Linked DNA regions of Rattus norvegicus: region 2 is linked to region 1. Evidence: chromatin contacts called from public Hi-C data. All regions are on one chromosome and are shown on one strand. The core of a region is the stretch at or near the end of the contact, and the rest is flanking DNA. Distances in the headings are between cores, read along the strand shown. Region 1 holds the start of Slc2a9 (solute carrier family 2 member 9). Region 2 holds the start of Zbtb49 (zinc finger and BTB domain containing 49).

The links. A called contact is a pair of places that touch in the nucleus more often than the background predicts.
Region 2: a Hi-C map of Schwann cells shows a contact between it and region 1, with 4 times the contacts expected there. The contact joins the promoter of Zbtb49 here to the promoter of Slc2a9 in region 1. A contact is called at or near these places in 2 of 12 Hi-C or Micro-C datasets (the Rat2 cell line and Schwann cells).

The regions. Positions count from the first base shown.
Region 1 is chr14:76,559,157-76,562,803 of GRCr8, forward strand. It overlaps Slc2a9 (solute carrier family 2 member 9), which reads left to right and starts at 1,799. Exons shown (of 12, transcript NM_001191551.1): 1 at 1,799-1,912. The coding sequence starts at 1,799.
Region 2 is chr14:76,800,998-76,804,644 of GRCr8, forward strand. Zbtb49 (zinc finger and BTB domain containing 49) reads left to right here and starts at 2,009. Exons shown (of 8, transcript NM_001394682.2): 1 at 2,009-2,116. It overlaps Lyar (Ly1 antibody reactive), which reads right to left and starts at 1,768. Exons shown (of 9, transcript NM_001011911.1): 1 at 1,668-1,768.

The DNA of each region.
Region 1 (3,647 bases), core at 549-3,048:
AAGTAGCCGCCTCCCCCACAACCCCATGACCACTACATGGATACCTATTTCCCCATTCAGTTAGTTCTCTTGGCCAAACTGTTCCTGGCAAAGAATAGAAGTGGAGAAACCAGCAAGTCAAGGACTATCCATGTGTTTTTCCAGAAGAGACGGGGGTTTCAAGAAATTTGAGCCCTATCTTTTCCTCCTAGGGTTCTTTTCTGTTGTTAACCATAGTAACTAACTATCAACTATCATTGTGTGTGGGGGGAGGCAGCCCCCTGAGGTCCTAAGTGGGATAGCCCATTTGAAGAGGGACCTTCAGGGATCCTGTCCTCAACAATAAGCAAGATAAGGGTGGGGTAGAAAGCCAGTTGGTTCCCCACGACAGCCATCGGGGTGACACAGGCTTTGGCACCCTCTCTGATAGAGCGCTCAGCTGCACTTGCATGTACGTATTGACCACCTGCATCCTGATGCCCTAGAGCTTGTCCAGTGGGAACCGGGGAAGTTTTAAGTTGGGTGGCGGTCACCTGATGCAATCTCAAACAAGGTTTTAATAGGTGATGAGGACTGTTGTTGCAGGGGGTGGGGGGGAGTACAGAGGGAAGCTGGCTAGTGGGTGAGGAAGGAGCCCATGACTGTGAAGTCCTTAGTGTGAAGGAGTGTGGCTGTCCCCCACTCTCTTCTGCTGACCCCTCCTGAACCTTAGGCCCCAGTCACATAGACTTTTTGTCTGTCCCCAGCATCAGCTATCTGTGCCTGCAGGAGGTGTCCCTGACTGATGACTAGCAGGTTAAGCAATCACCTGAGCTCTGTGAATCCCTGGCTGAGAACTAAGGCTGGTTTCTCTTGCCTGGGGTGGTTCCTGGTTCCCCCGGACAGCATTGTCTCCTTGCATTACACAAGACAGCACTGTCTCCTCTGGGACTGGATGCCTTCGGGTGCACGGGACAATCATGTCCCCAGTAGTTTCCCCTCTCACATTCTTTATCTCCATGTGTCCTTTCTACTACACACAGTTTCTCAGAGTCTTGTGTGGGGACTTGAACCCTGCCCCTCACCTCCTACGCATTCTTCATCCATCAAGCCCACTTCTGTCCCCTCCCAGCCTCTCAGAGCACAGAGTTCATGCAGCCTGTTCTGACTGTGGCTCACTGAAGACACTTCTCTGACTGACCCTGGAGCAAACTGGCCACAGAGTGAATTGATTCTCAGGCTATCCTGGTGTGTACAAGGTCATTGCCTCTTTATGTTTTTATTGGGACCGCTGGGACCACCCGACGTTGCTGCGCGCCGCTCTGCCCGTTTGCTCTTTGAGCAGCAGAACTGACTCTGCAGGACAATTAGAGAGAGATCAATATTTCATTTTGCCCTGGCAGAATGCAAGCTCAGATCACTCTCAAGACTTGCCCGTGGACACAGTTAAGAGGAAGAGTCAGCACTGGAACCTACCCAGCTTCTAAGGAGAAAGCCAATGAGTGACCTTTGGCCTTAACTCTTAGGAGGTTTCTCTGGGGTTCGTGCTGGCTGCCCCAACCAGAGTTCTGGCCTTGTTAGAGAGCGTGTGTGTGTGGGGGGGGTGGGGGTGGGGGGGCAAACAAAACAAAATGAAACCAAAGAAACCTTGGGTGTGACTGCGGGGAGAGCAGCTGCCCCAGTTGCTTAGGAGCAGGGGAACAACGCTGCTGGCTTCCTGTTCAGGCATGATCGCATAGCCACACTTCCTGCTCTGCCCTCCTTCCTGTGGACTCTGCCTCCTCACTGCAGAGATGCCCTGGCAAGTCCAGGGTCCTGGAGCCAGGAAGAAAAAAAAAACATGGATGCCAGGGAGCTTGCCCTAGCTTCCCTGATACATGACACCAGTGGCCCTGGGGAGCCGCCTGTGGGGCCACCTGTGGGGCGCCGGGGCTGGCGGCCGAGGAGGACAAAGGTAAATGCAGAGTGGCTTCTGTCCTGTGGGAAGTGCAGGCCTGGGTGGCTGCTGCGGGGTAGCGCTCAGCCTGTCTGGCAGCTACGGAGCCTGACACTTGGGAGCAGGAAGGCTGGAGTTTGAATTCTGTACTCCCTCCTGTTGCCCTTCGCTCTCTACCACCCCTGGCGTCCTGTTACAGCACCGAGGATGAGGTTCTGGTGGACAGCTGCCTCACGCTTGCTCAGGGCTGGCCGTCTTTTCTTTCCTAAGGCAGGCACAAACAGTAATGCTTTCGGTCACAGGTTTTTCTTCCCTGGGATCAGTGGGAAGAAGCGTGTGTGTGTGTGTGTGTGTGTGTGTGTGTGTGTGTGTGTGTGTGTGTGTGTGTAACCAGTCGGAAGAAGTGGGGGCAGGCTACACAAGAACAGTGAACCAACAGGCCACAGAGAAGCAGGGAGCCACCCTTTCCCCCAGAAGAGCGGCTGAGGCAGGAGATGACTTCCATTTGCCGTTCTCCCTTGCCTACCAGGAAACTTCCAGATGTGATGGGAGTAGTCCACCCTTAAGAAGCTCAGACTTGAGAGCCAGGGGGAGGAGGCAGGGTCTAGAAAAGAGGCTCAATATAGCTGGTGCCAGGCAGTTCAGGGGAAATGTTCTCTGAGCTCAGACCTGGATGGTACTTAAAGGAGAAAAGATGATGGAGATGGAGTACTTTTTAAGAGAGATCTGTTCAGTGAATCCTGTTCGACTCAAACTCCCACTAGTGCTTTCGGAGCTGTTTCATTTGGCAATGCCTATTCCTGAAGTGACGACCCCACCTCATCTTCCACCATGCCACCAGCACCTACCCAGGGCTGCCTCAGCAGCAGGCTTGGCACCAGACTCAGGAGACACGCAGCATAGCCCCAGCCCTCAGGATAAGCCCCACCCTCCGGAACCTGACACAGGACATGTGCCAGTGCCAGGCTCTCTTCTTCTTGTGCAATCCCCTTACGATGTAGATTCCCATTGTGAAGATGAGGAAGCTGGCCAAGGAGTGGCCATGTGACTGGCCAAAGCTTATACTGTGGAAGCTACAGGGTTAGGATCCAGAGTTGAATCAGAGATAAATATGAGAGATGAGGGGAGGCACATGGGTGGCTTTCGGGAGGCTTTTCAGAGGTAGGGGCTTTGACAATGGGTCTCGGGTAATGAGAGAGCCTCTAGGACTTTGGGTGGGGAGAGCTAAGATTGTCTGTCTTGCCAGAGGGTGAACCAGAGGGAAGTAAAGAGAGGAAGTAAAAGAGGATCTCTCTCTCCCTCTCCCCTCTCTCTCCTCCTTTTTTCCTTCCTTCTTTCCTTCCTTCCTTCCTTCCTTCCTTCCTTCCTTCCTTCCTTGCTTGCTTTCTTTTCTTTCGAACTGGCTGTGTCTAGCAGCCCAATGATATTTAGGCAGCAGTACTGTTATTAAAAGCCCATTTTACAGATGGACAAGTTGAACCCCAGAAACTTCTAGTCTCTGCTCAGATGCCCACTACTCTATGGTGCTAGAGTCTAGCAAGACAAGACTAAGGGCAGAGCATACAGTTGTTGTTAGGGGCCACTGCAATTTCCCAAACTAAAATGTGCCTGATCTTGTTCCCTAAACCTGACATTGTCTTAGCACAGGGGTAGGGGGTGGGGCACACAGAACCTAACACCTACACATGCCCATGCACACAAATATGTTACGTGGTGGCTGCAAGAGTCCCTGGTTCCTTCCACCAGACCCCAG
Region 2 (3,647 bases), core at 759-3,258, 240 kb after region 1:
CAGGTCAGAAAGCAGCGTCAGATCTTGTGATGACTATTCCTGGTTATCAACTTGACTATATCTGGAATGAATTACAATCCAGAAATGGAGGGCACACCTATGATGCAGATCTTGAAGCTGAAAGATACAGGTTTCTAACCTGGATCTTAACATGGATATATTGAGGCATAGTGGCCACGGAAAGCTCAGGCCCAGGCAAGGTAGTACACGCCTTTAAACCCAGGAGACCGAGGCAAGCAGAACTTGAGTTCAAGTCCAGACTGGGACAGAGCAAGTTCCAAATCCAGGTGTGATGGTTCACACCTTTCATCTGGGCCACACCAGCTGGAGGCTCACATAAGAACATTGGAAGAAGGAAGGCTCACTCTTTTCCGCCTGCTTGTACTTACTTGCCAGCACATATGTTGAAACCTACTTCTTCAGGATTCCGGCTTACAGAAGAACAGCTGAAACACATAGCTGTGTGGGACTGAGAAACTACTAGACTCTTGGACTTCCCATTCACAGTTAGTTGTGCACTGTTGGGTTAGATGGACTATAAACTGTAAGTCATTACAATAAGTTCCCTTAATATATAGATGTTCCATAAGTTCTGTGACTCTAGAGAACCCTAATACAGATCTCTTAGATTTTGGGTGCTGGGAATTGAACTCAGGTCTCCTGGAAGAGCAGCAAATACTTTAATCACCAAGCCATGTCTGCAGTCCCCTACCTTGTCTCTCTCTCACTGGGAGTTGGGAGGCTTGCTGATTAGACCAGGCGAGCTGACTAGTGAGCCACAGGGATCCGTCGCCACACCTTGCTCTTTAACCTGGGTTCTGAGCATGAAAATTCAGGTCCTCATGCTTGTCTGTCAAGCACTTTACAGACTGGACTATCCCTTTTTCAACTCATGCACACATGATGACTACATTTGCCCCCCAAACAGCATATCTTAAAGGCCAGACTGGTAAATGCTCCCTTTAAACTTCAAGTCCTCCCCATCTCTGAAATAGGGAGTCCACCCACTATACCTAGACACAAGCCCCTTCCAGAATTAGTAGAAATCACAGGTGCACTGAAAGAGGAAAGCCACGCACATATCTCCACCCTCTTAGGACCCGGGGTAAGACCATGAGTGGGACATATGTTTCTACTGAAGCTCAAATAATCCAAGCCATTCCCCTGCCTTGAGGAAGGCAGTTCAAGTCTCCTCACCACAGCCTCACCTGAATAACTTGCAGCTGTTAGGTACTATGAAGACATTAGACGCTTGCCACCATTTGAGCAAGCCCCATATCCCTAGGCCTCAATGGCCAGAAGCTAGGCTCACAGGCTCACAGACCCCTATCATCTCTCTTACTTCTTTCTCCTGGGAGGTAGGTGCTGCAGGAAAATACATTTGCCGAGCAACTACTTCCCGTCAAGGTCTTTACCCTTGTAGAATTCACACACACCCCAAGTTAGGTCCTCTAGTATCCCTTTTGGACAGGAGTGGAGGTACCACTGGGCTAAATAGCTTGTATCTAGATCACTATTTGGGGATTCGCAGGCACTTAGTTAGGTCTTTGGTCCTCTAAGCTCAAGGAGCCCTCAGACCCTTTCTCCGGACCTAGTTCTCGAGATTCAGAGAAAAGCCCTCTCCCCATCAGCCAGCAAGTCTAAAGCCCTGTGAGGTGAGGACTAACCATGCCATCGGGCCGGACTAAAAACCGGGATGCAACGTCTCCAGCTCAGAACTCCAGATTTTGCCCGCGAGCGAGTCCTCAAGGAAGGCGGCCATGCCGCCATCGCCCTCCCTCCAGGCCCCGGGCTCCAAGCAACTCTCACCTCTCAGCCGACCCCGCCAACGGTCCCAACCGGCCGCCAGGAGCACGTGGAGCTGCAGCCGCCCAGCGAAGCACCGCCACCGGCTCGCCCAGCTTCCCCGCGCAGAACTCAATCCCGGCTAGCACGAGTCAATGCGCATGCGCATAGAGGCCAAGCCTCAAACGGAAGTGACGGCGCCGGAAGTTGCCGACGAGCTGCCGAGGGGGCGTTGTCGGAATGGTTCCGAGGCGGTTGGAGTCCTGCAGTTGACACCAGTTTGACGAGAACGAGTGTCAAGGAGGCGGCCGGGCGAGAGCGGCCTCCGTGGGTAAGGCGTCCTGGGACACTCGACTCGCGTGGGCTCCGGGTCAGCGCGGCTAGAGTGCGCGAGGCCCACTGACAGCGCGGTGTGATGGGGCCTGGCGGAGCACAAAGCTAAGATCCGTGCACTGGAGCGGGGCCTCCTCTTTCCTGCAGTCACCCTTGCTGCTGCGGTCTGCGCGCTCTTGGTGCCTGCGTCACCCCTAGATAGGAGAGGGGCCAGACCCCTTAGTCACGCCCTGCCTCATTCAGCGCATGGCCTTACGTACCTTGGTGTCCCATCGGTAGAATGCTATTATTGCAGCGCCTACTCCTCGGGACCTTGTAGGACTAAAAGATTTGTTTCATGTCAGGTGCTGGGTGGTCTTCTGCGGTTTAGTGGGTGCTCACTAGACGTTAGCTGTTCTCAACCTGAAAGACAGCATCTGGTATCCATTAGTTGTCATTATTGCTTAAAAGGTTGAATGAACGTCAAACAGGCAATGAACAGTATTGTGAGAAACATCGACCCAGGCATGGGCATTTGTTGGTGACTGGGAGGTTTCCTTCTGCTTGTTGTGACTCCTAACGCAAGGTACAACAGATGTGGTAGTTCAGATGAGAGAGATTTACTTTCTCACACTTCTAGAGGATGGATGGTCAGGAATGGGGTGTGTTCAAATTTGTTTGCTTTAGAGAACCGTCCTGGCTTACCAGTGGTCATTCTTGTTGTATCCCCGCACAATCTTCCCTCTGTGCCACTGCAGCACTGACATTTCTGCTGCAGAGCCCAACCGAATAGGCTGTTTTGAAAAAGCACAGTTCCCTTCCTAAAGGTCTAATTGCTACAGGTAAACCAAATTGTGAGGTTCTGGAGAATGCAACGGAATGCATAAAGAACCCATTTGAGTGGCATGGCCTTGTAACGTCAGAACTAGGGAGGTGAAGATAGGTGGATTCCTGGAGTTAGTGAGCCTCACATGTAAGTAAGAGACCCTTTCTCAAACAACAACAACAGCAAACCAAGGTGACCAGATAGCTCCTGAGGAACAATGCCTGGGGTTGGCTTCCACACATGTGCACCCATGTAGACACAAAACATGCACATAGGTCTGCACGTACACTCAGAAAAAGTCATAAAGATGGGCACAGTAGTTAACAGCTCCTGAGGACCCCTCTAAAGCTTGATATAAACAGTTCCATGGCAAACCTCCCACAGGTCATCCACCGGTGTTAACTACTTGGCAGTTACCCCACCAAACAGAAGGGACTTTGCTGTGGGAGCCCCTTGGGTTCAAATTCTTCGAGGCTCCTCTTTCCTTGAGAAGCTCTCCTTCATTCACACCATCCAAGCTGTTTTGTTCCCTGCTTCTCCTTGCCTTTCTCACTCTGGTATTTGCATTGTTTGATGTCTTTCACACTGATCTTCCTACTATCATATTCTTAGTTTCAATTTTAGCTTGCCGAACTAGAAGGAAGCCTACAGTTCTCTAGTCTAATGGAGTCACTCCATTCTCAAACTACACACTGGGTACCTGTGAGGCCCCAGACACTTGCAG